Linked DNA regions of Gossypium hirsutum: region 2 is linked to region 1. Evidence: chromatin contacts called from public Hi-C data. All regions are on one chromosome and are shown on one strand. The core of a region is the stretch at or near the end of the contact, and the rest is flanking DNA. Distances in the headings are between cores, read along the strand shown. Region 1 overlaps LOC121220290 (a long non-coding RNA gene). Region 2 holds the start of LOC107943707.

Region 1 (3,667 bases), core at 520-3,019:
CACTATTAATCACAATAAAAAATGTTTTTGCCTGTTTTTGGAATTAATTTAATTTGGTAATAAAATCTTTTTAATTTTGGAATCATTTCTGCTAGGGTTTTTTTTTCTTTTACATTATTATATTTAAATGAAAATCATTCTAATATCAATTATCAAAAATTTAAAATTATTTAATTCTTAATTATATTAAAAATTAAAAAATAAGTAATATATTTATGATATAAGGTTTAATGCAATAATAACAAATTTGAAAACCTTTTCCAAATCAAACTCTTTTGGAAACTCTTATGAAAAGTGGCAAGTAATAAGTTTTCCAAATCAACGCTAATTATTTGCCCATGCAATAACAATTGTACCATTATTAAGTCAAAAAATTTTAAGCATAGTAGAACTAAAGTATAATCATTTAGGTTCAGCAATAAAGAGTTAATCTTTGAGGTTTGAATTTGGTGGAAGAGTTTTATTCTTGTTTACAACTCACTTTCAATTTAATCAAACCCACTTAATTTTAAATTATAAATTTAAATTAATGGTTTAAGTTAATGTAACTCAATCAGTAAACTTACTCAAAAATCATATTTAAAAAAGTAATTAATATAAAAAATGGAAAAACTTTCTCTGATCCCCGACAACGTTTCCTCCACTCTGGCAGTAGGCGATGGCGATGGTTCTAGATCGGATTCTGATCGTATGACTAAGAAAGTGCGGTTCAAAGAAGGTATCGAAGAAGAAGACACTAAGATGGTGGAGGATCTTGGATCGAGCCCAAAGTTATCCTGGAAGGATAAACTTCTAGGAACCAATTCTGGAGCGATTGACGTTGGTAAGTTGGGTCCTCCTAGTCTAGATGCTGATGAAGATCTTGAATTCTTAGAAGGAGACATCCACAAATCTATTGTTAATGGTATTCCTTCCATTGGCTTCTCAGAAAGGATTCAAAAAAATGTTATTCAAAGAGATGGAACTCACGGTAATCTTAAAATTACTAGGAAGAAACATTGGTTATGGGGCACTTAATAATCGAATTAGCAGTCTTTGGAACACTGCCAAGGCATTCCATCTCATGGATATTGAAAATGGGTACTTTTTGGCTAAGTTCCAATCTTTCGATGATTACACTAAAGCTTTGGCGCAGGGTCCTTGGATGGTGTATGGGCAATACTTAACAGTTCAACCCTGGACAAAGGAGTTTTGTCCTTCACAACCATACCCAAGCTTAGTGTTGGCATGGATTAGACTACCTGGTCTTCCAGGTTATTTATACAAGAAGAAAATTATCGAGGCTATCGGAAGTACCATTGGGAAAGTGGTTCGCTTGACTTTAATACTGACAGCAGGACTAGAGGCAGGTTCGCCAGGTTAGCAGCCTACATAAATTTGGATAGACCCTTGGTTGCTCAAGTTCTCGTGAATGGCAGAATTCAAAAAGTTGAATATGAAGCGTTGCCGACCATCTGTTTCTCATGCAGGAAGTATGGACATACCAAGGAACTCTGTACTATGATGCAATCAGAACCTAGACCGGAGGAGTAGACGATGAGGGCTGATCTGGTGGCGTCGAAGAAAAGAGAAGATACCACTGCTTACGGACCATGGATGTTGGTCGAACGTAAAAGCAGGCGAAATTCTCGGAATAATGGTTCTTTCAGAATAGAGAATAAGGAAAAACGTAAATCGGGTTCCCGATTTGGCGCTTTGACTAGTATGGAAGGTGAGTCCAATTTGGGAAAGGAGCAGGATAAAGGGGATAAAAGAATAGGGGCTGATTTTCAGGGGAAATTGAAGACTACTGATTTTGGAAAGAAATAGCAGTTTAGCTTTCGAGATAACCCTAAAGGTAATAAGAGCAGTCGGTTGGGGGGAATTATTCTGGAAAATGGGCTGCCTAATGCTATTATAGCAGACTCAGATATTAATAGGCCAATGGTGGGCTCGGCTTTACGAGCTGTTGGTTCAAATATTGGCGAGCGGGCTGAAGATCCTAAATTGGCTAACGTGATCCAGGCCAGTACTCTTGAGGGCTCAAAGAATCAAGCGTTGGGCCCTACGCAAAATGACCCAGGAAGTTCTAAGCAACCTTTTATTTTAGAATTTAATTCTTCGGATAATGTGGATTTTCATAGTTTGTAAAGTTCAAATTTAAATAATATGCCTGTGAATTTCTCGTGCATTAACCCTATGTTTGTTGACCAGGGGGAGAATAATATTGAAGATACTAATATTACTTTTAAAACTGTTGATGCAGTGCCAGAATTAATTGAAATTCAGAGTGTTAACATTTCTGAAGGCTTGAATAGCAACAGCCATACTTCGGTCTTGTTTAAAGAAAAGGAGGCAGCTGATAATAGTAACATGGGAAAAATCTCCTTGCAGGATCTTGATGCTAGCAAAATTTAGACCACAGGGAAATTAAGGAGAAGCAAAGATGGTGGATTTCGGGCCACAAGGAAAATTAATAAAGTCTCGCATGGGAAAGGGAATTTTCTTAAAATTAAAAATTCTTCCAAAATCCCCTTGAGAGACTCTATGTCCAAGCTGGCTCAGTCTATCACGAATGTTCAGAAAGTGGACCCTGGTATAGGTGATACCAGGGACGGTAAAACAATCTAATTTTGTTTTGTTAATTTTTGCCTGGTGATTGTTTTGAAATTTTTATTCGTTTTGGTATTTTCTAGTTTAATTATTTTTTTATGGACTTTAATATTTCAATCTTTTCTTGGAATTGTCGAGGGTGTGCAAGTAGTAAGTTTATCCATGCCTTCCGTAAGTATAATTTAGAGCACAATCCGGACATTGTGTGCTTATTAGAACTTAGAGTTAGTGGCGCAAAAGCTAATTCTATTATTGGTAAATTGGGTTTGGATTTTTCTCATCGCATTGAATCTGTTGGTTTTTCAGATTGCATATGGGTCGGATGAAAAGATTGTATCTCTATTGTAATAGGCCTATTTCGCCCGGGCCCGTTAAAATTTAAAAAAAAATCAGAAATTAAAAAACCAAAAATCGCAAAATAAAAATCCAATAAATGTCCATAGTCCAAATTTACATTCAGCCCACATACAATTGAAGCCCAAATTTTACACTCATTTTACAATAAGGTCCAAACCTAAATTAACCCTAATCCTAACCCATTACATACCCCAATAACCTAACCTAAAAACATAGCCCATTAAATATTTTTAGAAAGTGGAAACCCTAGGCCACCAAGCTACCATTCCCATGCGCTGCAAGCACCACAGCAGCCCCAAACAGTGAAGCTTTTGGAAGCCTTCGCATCACGCCTCACGAGTGGCCTCGCCATGTCAGCAGCATCGCGCCATCCACACCTGCAACGGATTAACAACTACAGCAATTGACAGCAAAGGCCATTGCATTTTCTTTTTTATTTACTTTTTATTTATTTCTCTTTATTCGGCTATAAAAAGCCAGAGGAATGATGTAAAAGGGGATCACGAAATATTAAAAAAAGAGGAAAAAGCAATGAAAAACTAAGGTAATTTTAGATTGCATTTTCCAGTGTTTCAATTCATTTTTCTTTCTTCATTTCACCACAAAATCCCTTCGCATAAAAGAAAAAAAGAAGAGATTATGCATAGAGAATATACACCTACATACGCACACTAAATACTGGAAAAAGTATTTCGAGAGTAGATTTATAGATGTGATT
Region 2 (3,667 bases), core at 384-2,883, 40 kb before region 1:
GTACTGTAGTAACTCATCAAGCTTAGAATATTTTGTATAAAATGTTGATTGGAAGACTTGACTTGTTATCAGCTATGATGATACAACGTGCTCTTCTGAACTCAGAAGCTATGCACAAGTTCTTTATTTCTTGAAACATATTTCAATTTGGGAAGCTGTGATTGCAAATAAGAAATCTAAGTTACCATCTTTATTCCTTCGGGTGAATTTATATTTTTATATAGTTTTTGGGGGGTTCGTAGTGAAGTTGTAGTTTATTGCCACTCCCAAAACCCAATCTTATCTTTACAAATAAAATCCGAAAACAAACACTATTAGCTTCCAAACTCAGAGATGCTCTGTAATGAAGGCTGCCATGATTTTGAACTCATTGCAGCAGTGTTGGCAGGCGCTGTCCTTGGGCGTCGTCTTTCATGTTTTGTCACCTGAGACTGTTAGAAAATAAGCGCCCATGTATTTAGGAATATGAATGAGAATGCTAGATTTAAATGAAACATGAAAATTGCTTCAATTGATTTTGTTAAGGATTCGTGAACTTGATCAGATCTTTTAGGTACTATCCTTTTGGGTTGATGAACTTTATGAATTCGTTCTAGCCTAGAAGGCTAGCTTATATATTCGTATGAGGTCATTGTCCCCATACCAGATTCTGAAATACTAAAATCTAATGAACTACTAATGATAAAGCCTAAGGAGGTGGCGAATGCAGACATACTTGGTAGGACTCTGAACTTAGGTTATTCCCTTGTTCATGCTGCAACTTTTCACTTGATTCCAGGTGTTGCCTTGTCTTTTTTGCATATTTCTTTGCCTTTAGAACCTCCATAACCTCTGCAGCAGCGGCAGCAGCAGGCAATACACAAGTATTAGTTTCTTGATAAAAACAATTAAGAACAAATATATAAGCAAGCTATATAATCAGGGTTTCCGGGGGGGGGGAAGCGGAAAAATCTCATAATCTTGTGAAAAATAATAATACGACACGCACCCTGAGAAGTGACAAGGCGATAAGCATGGCCAAGGGCGAGAGTATCAGAAGGACGAAGAAGCTTGACACGAGTGAAGCGTACGGCCTTATTGTCTTGGTTGGCATCCTCAGAGGGAGGCAATGGTATGATGAGCGAAACATAATGGCCTGGATTCATTCTCATCACTTCACTTGCAAGAATAGGCCAATAGAACCTCTCTATCCTCCCACATGGATGTTGTATCACCAACGCCGCAGCATCTATAGCCTGACAGTTCCCCATCTCTCTGTCTCTCTCAATTTAAGACTGAAATGAAAGATAAAAAGAAGAAAGGAGGGATGAGGTTAAGTAAAACACTAAAACAGCAGTCTTTTTCTATACAGCTCTCCCCACCACCCTACCTATGCATGTATACAAATAAGAGACTGGCTGAAGCAGGCCGTCCCTCATTTCAAAAACAGCATAATTATTGATATAAGATAATAAAAAATAAAAAAGGGGTTGTTATTAGATTATGATTGTTACTAATTAATGTTATAATATAAATTGACAACTTTAAGGCATGACGAACTAGGCCTCGGAAAGCGGCACGACCTCCACGTGGAGAAACAATGTTACGAGTTTGGGAAGTAGTAGTAGGCATAGGTCGACGGGGTCAAGGGTTGAACTTGAGAGGGCACATACATCCAAAATATGTATTTAAAATATAGATTAGCATATGTCTAACCCATGCCTATTGGATGTAGTGGTAAATTTTTTTGGTAACAAGCATAACCCTAAGCCTAAGTAAAGGTAAGTGCTAACAACTAAGCATGCCATGGTGATTCCTTTTGGCATGGCCAGAAAATGACAACCCCACCACCACCACCTGCACCACCTTAGCATGGTTGTGCCTAGCTCCATAGGTTTTTACCCTTTAGGCTTTCGTCCAAATCCCCAACTCCAATGCTGCTTGCTTTTTTTAACCGTACTATATATATTATTTGGTATTTAAATTTAGTTTTAATATTTAATTTAGTATATTTTAAGATTCATTTTGATATATAAATTTTTTAAATTTAATATTAATTTTTTTGTCTCATTCAAGTACCCAATTTTTTATTTGATGTTCAACTTAATACTTGAATTTTATTTTTTTTTCAATTAAGCACGTGTTATTTTACTATAGAGTAAATATATTAAACATTTAATGGGTTGTTTGGTTTAGATATCAAATTAAATATTAAACCAAACTCAAGTACCCAATTTTAAAAAGAATTCAGATATCAAACTAAATATTAAAGCTAAATTTATATATCAAATAATTTTTTCATTAATTTTTACCAAAACAAAAGCAAAACTTTGAATCTTCTTGAACTACCTTTCATCCTTATCCGGTTGTTCTAAAATATATTTATCAAAATCTTTTATAAAAGAAAAAGAAAAGTAGGAGATGCTCAAGATGGAACCGAAGATAATGTAAATTTTGATGTTGAATTTCTTTTTTAAAATATGTAAATTTAAAGTTCACAGTTTTACTATTTTTATTTTAAAATTTTTATTTTTTATTTTTTTAAAATTTCAAAATTTAAGTTAAACTATTATTAATAATATTAAAATTATTTTGTTTTTAAATTTATTATAATGCCATTTTTTAATTATATTATTTTTAGGTCAAATTATCATACTAACACATTAAATAATATTAACAATTGAACTTAACTTTTAAAATATAAAAAAATGAAATAATTAAATTTCTGAAAATAAAAAAACTAATTTCAAATTTATAAAGACTTCTTTTAACCATTTTTTTATCACTTCATTATTAATTCAACAAATTTTCATATATGAAGCAAAAGTGACCCTAGACACTAAAAAGGCACCCACTTTTTTTTGCAAGGAATACAGAAACAGTAAGCACAATTTTTTGAAAAGTTGCCCAGTCCATTGTAATTCAAGTAAACGCAAAGTGATATCTAATCAAATAATTCCCTTGAGATGCTCTGCTAATTACTGAAAAAAAAATTGAGCAAAACCTTTTCACGCGTTGTAAATTTCCCAAATATGTTATTTTAAAAAAAACATTATTGGGTTAGGTTATTTTTTAAAAAAATATGGAATTAATTCGAAATAATAAAAACAAATCCAGGAAGTTGGAAACGTTTTTTGCCCTCATATTTTTTTAAGGGTAAACTATAAAAATAATCACTTTTGTTTGCCTCAGGTTATATTTTAGTCACTTATGTTTGAATGTTACGTTTTAGTCACTTATGTTATTATTTTGTTACGAAGTGATCACTCTTCCGTTAAGTTTCGTTATCTCCCTAACGGTAATTCTACATGGCAGTCCAATTAGATTTTATAGTCAATGAAAGTTGGTAATATTGTAAAGTTGTTTTTAATACTCGGTTTTATAACAAGCAAACATCTGGAACAAGAAAGTCCAAAATTCTCCCTCAACGTTTGCACATTTTTTAAAGTAAGTCCTTATACAATTTACATTCGTAACCTGGAGGACGTATGAGTATATCTGTTAATATATACTTTATCCGACTAAATTATCTGTTAATAGTAAATCAAATGCATAATTTAGCTGGATGAAGTATGTATTAACAGATGAACTTAAAATATAGTTGGACAGCCACGCAAGATTACCGTTAGGGAGATAACGGAACTTAACGGAAGAGTGATCACTTCGTAACAAAATAATTACATAAGTG

The links. Hi-C and Micro-C count contacts between places; a contact is called where the count stands out from the background.
Region 2: a Hi-C map of hypocotyl shows a contact between it and region 1, with 5 times the contacts expected there. The contact joins the promoter of LOC107943707 here to the enhancer-like site in region 1. A contact is called at or near these places in 20 of 34 Hi-C or Micro-C datasets (anther, callus, cotyledon and 4 more).

The regions. Positions count from the first base shown.
Region 1 is chrA03:100,872,258-100,875,924 of Gossypium_hirsutum_v2.1, reverse strand. It overlaps LOC121220290 (a long non-coding RNA gene), which reads right to left. Exons shown (of 2, transcript XR_005917548.1): 2 at 3,004-3,326. Among protein-coding and RNA genes, the nearest start is that of LOC121220290, 2.7 kb to the right of the region's middle. Within about 2 kb of position 1,769, at least 8 of the 9 cell types and tissues checked have an H3K27ac peak or open chromatin away from gene starts, as enhancers often do. A contact at or near this core is called in cotyledon and hypocotyl, where this site is marked.
Region 2 is chrA03:100,911,789-100,915,455 of Gossypium_hirsutum_v2.1, reverse strand. LOC107943707 reads right to left here and starts at 1,633. Exons shown (of 3, transcript XM_016877486.2): 1 at 989-1,633; 2 at 716-831; 3 at 79-431. The coding sequence starts at 1,250. The coding sequence ends at 315.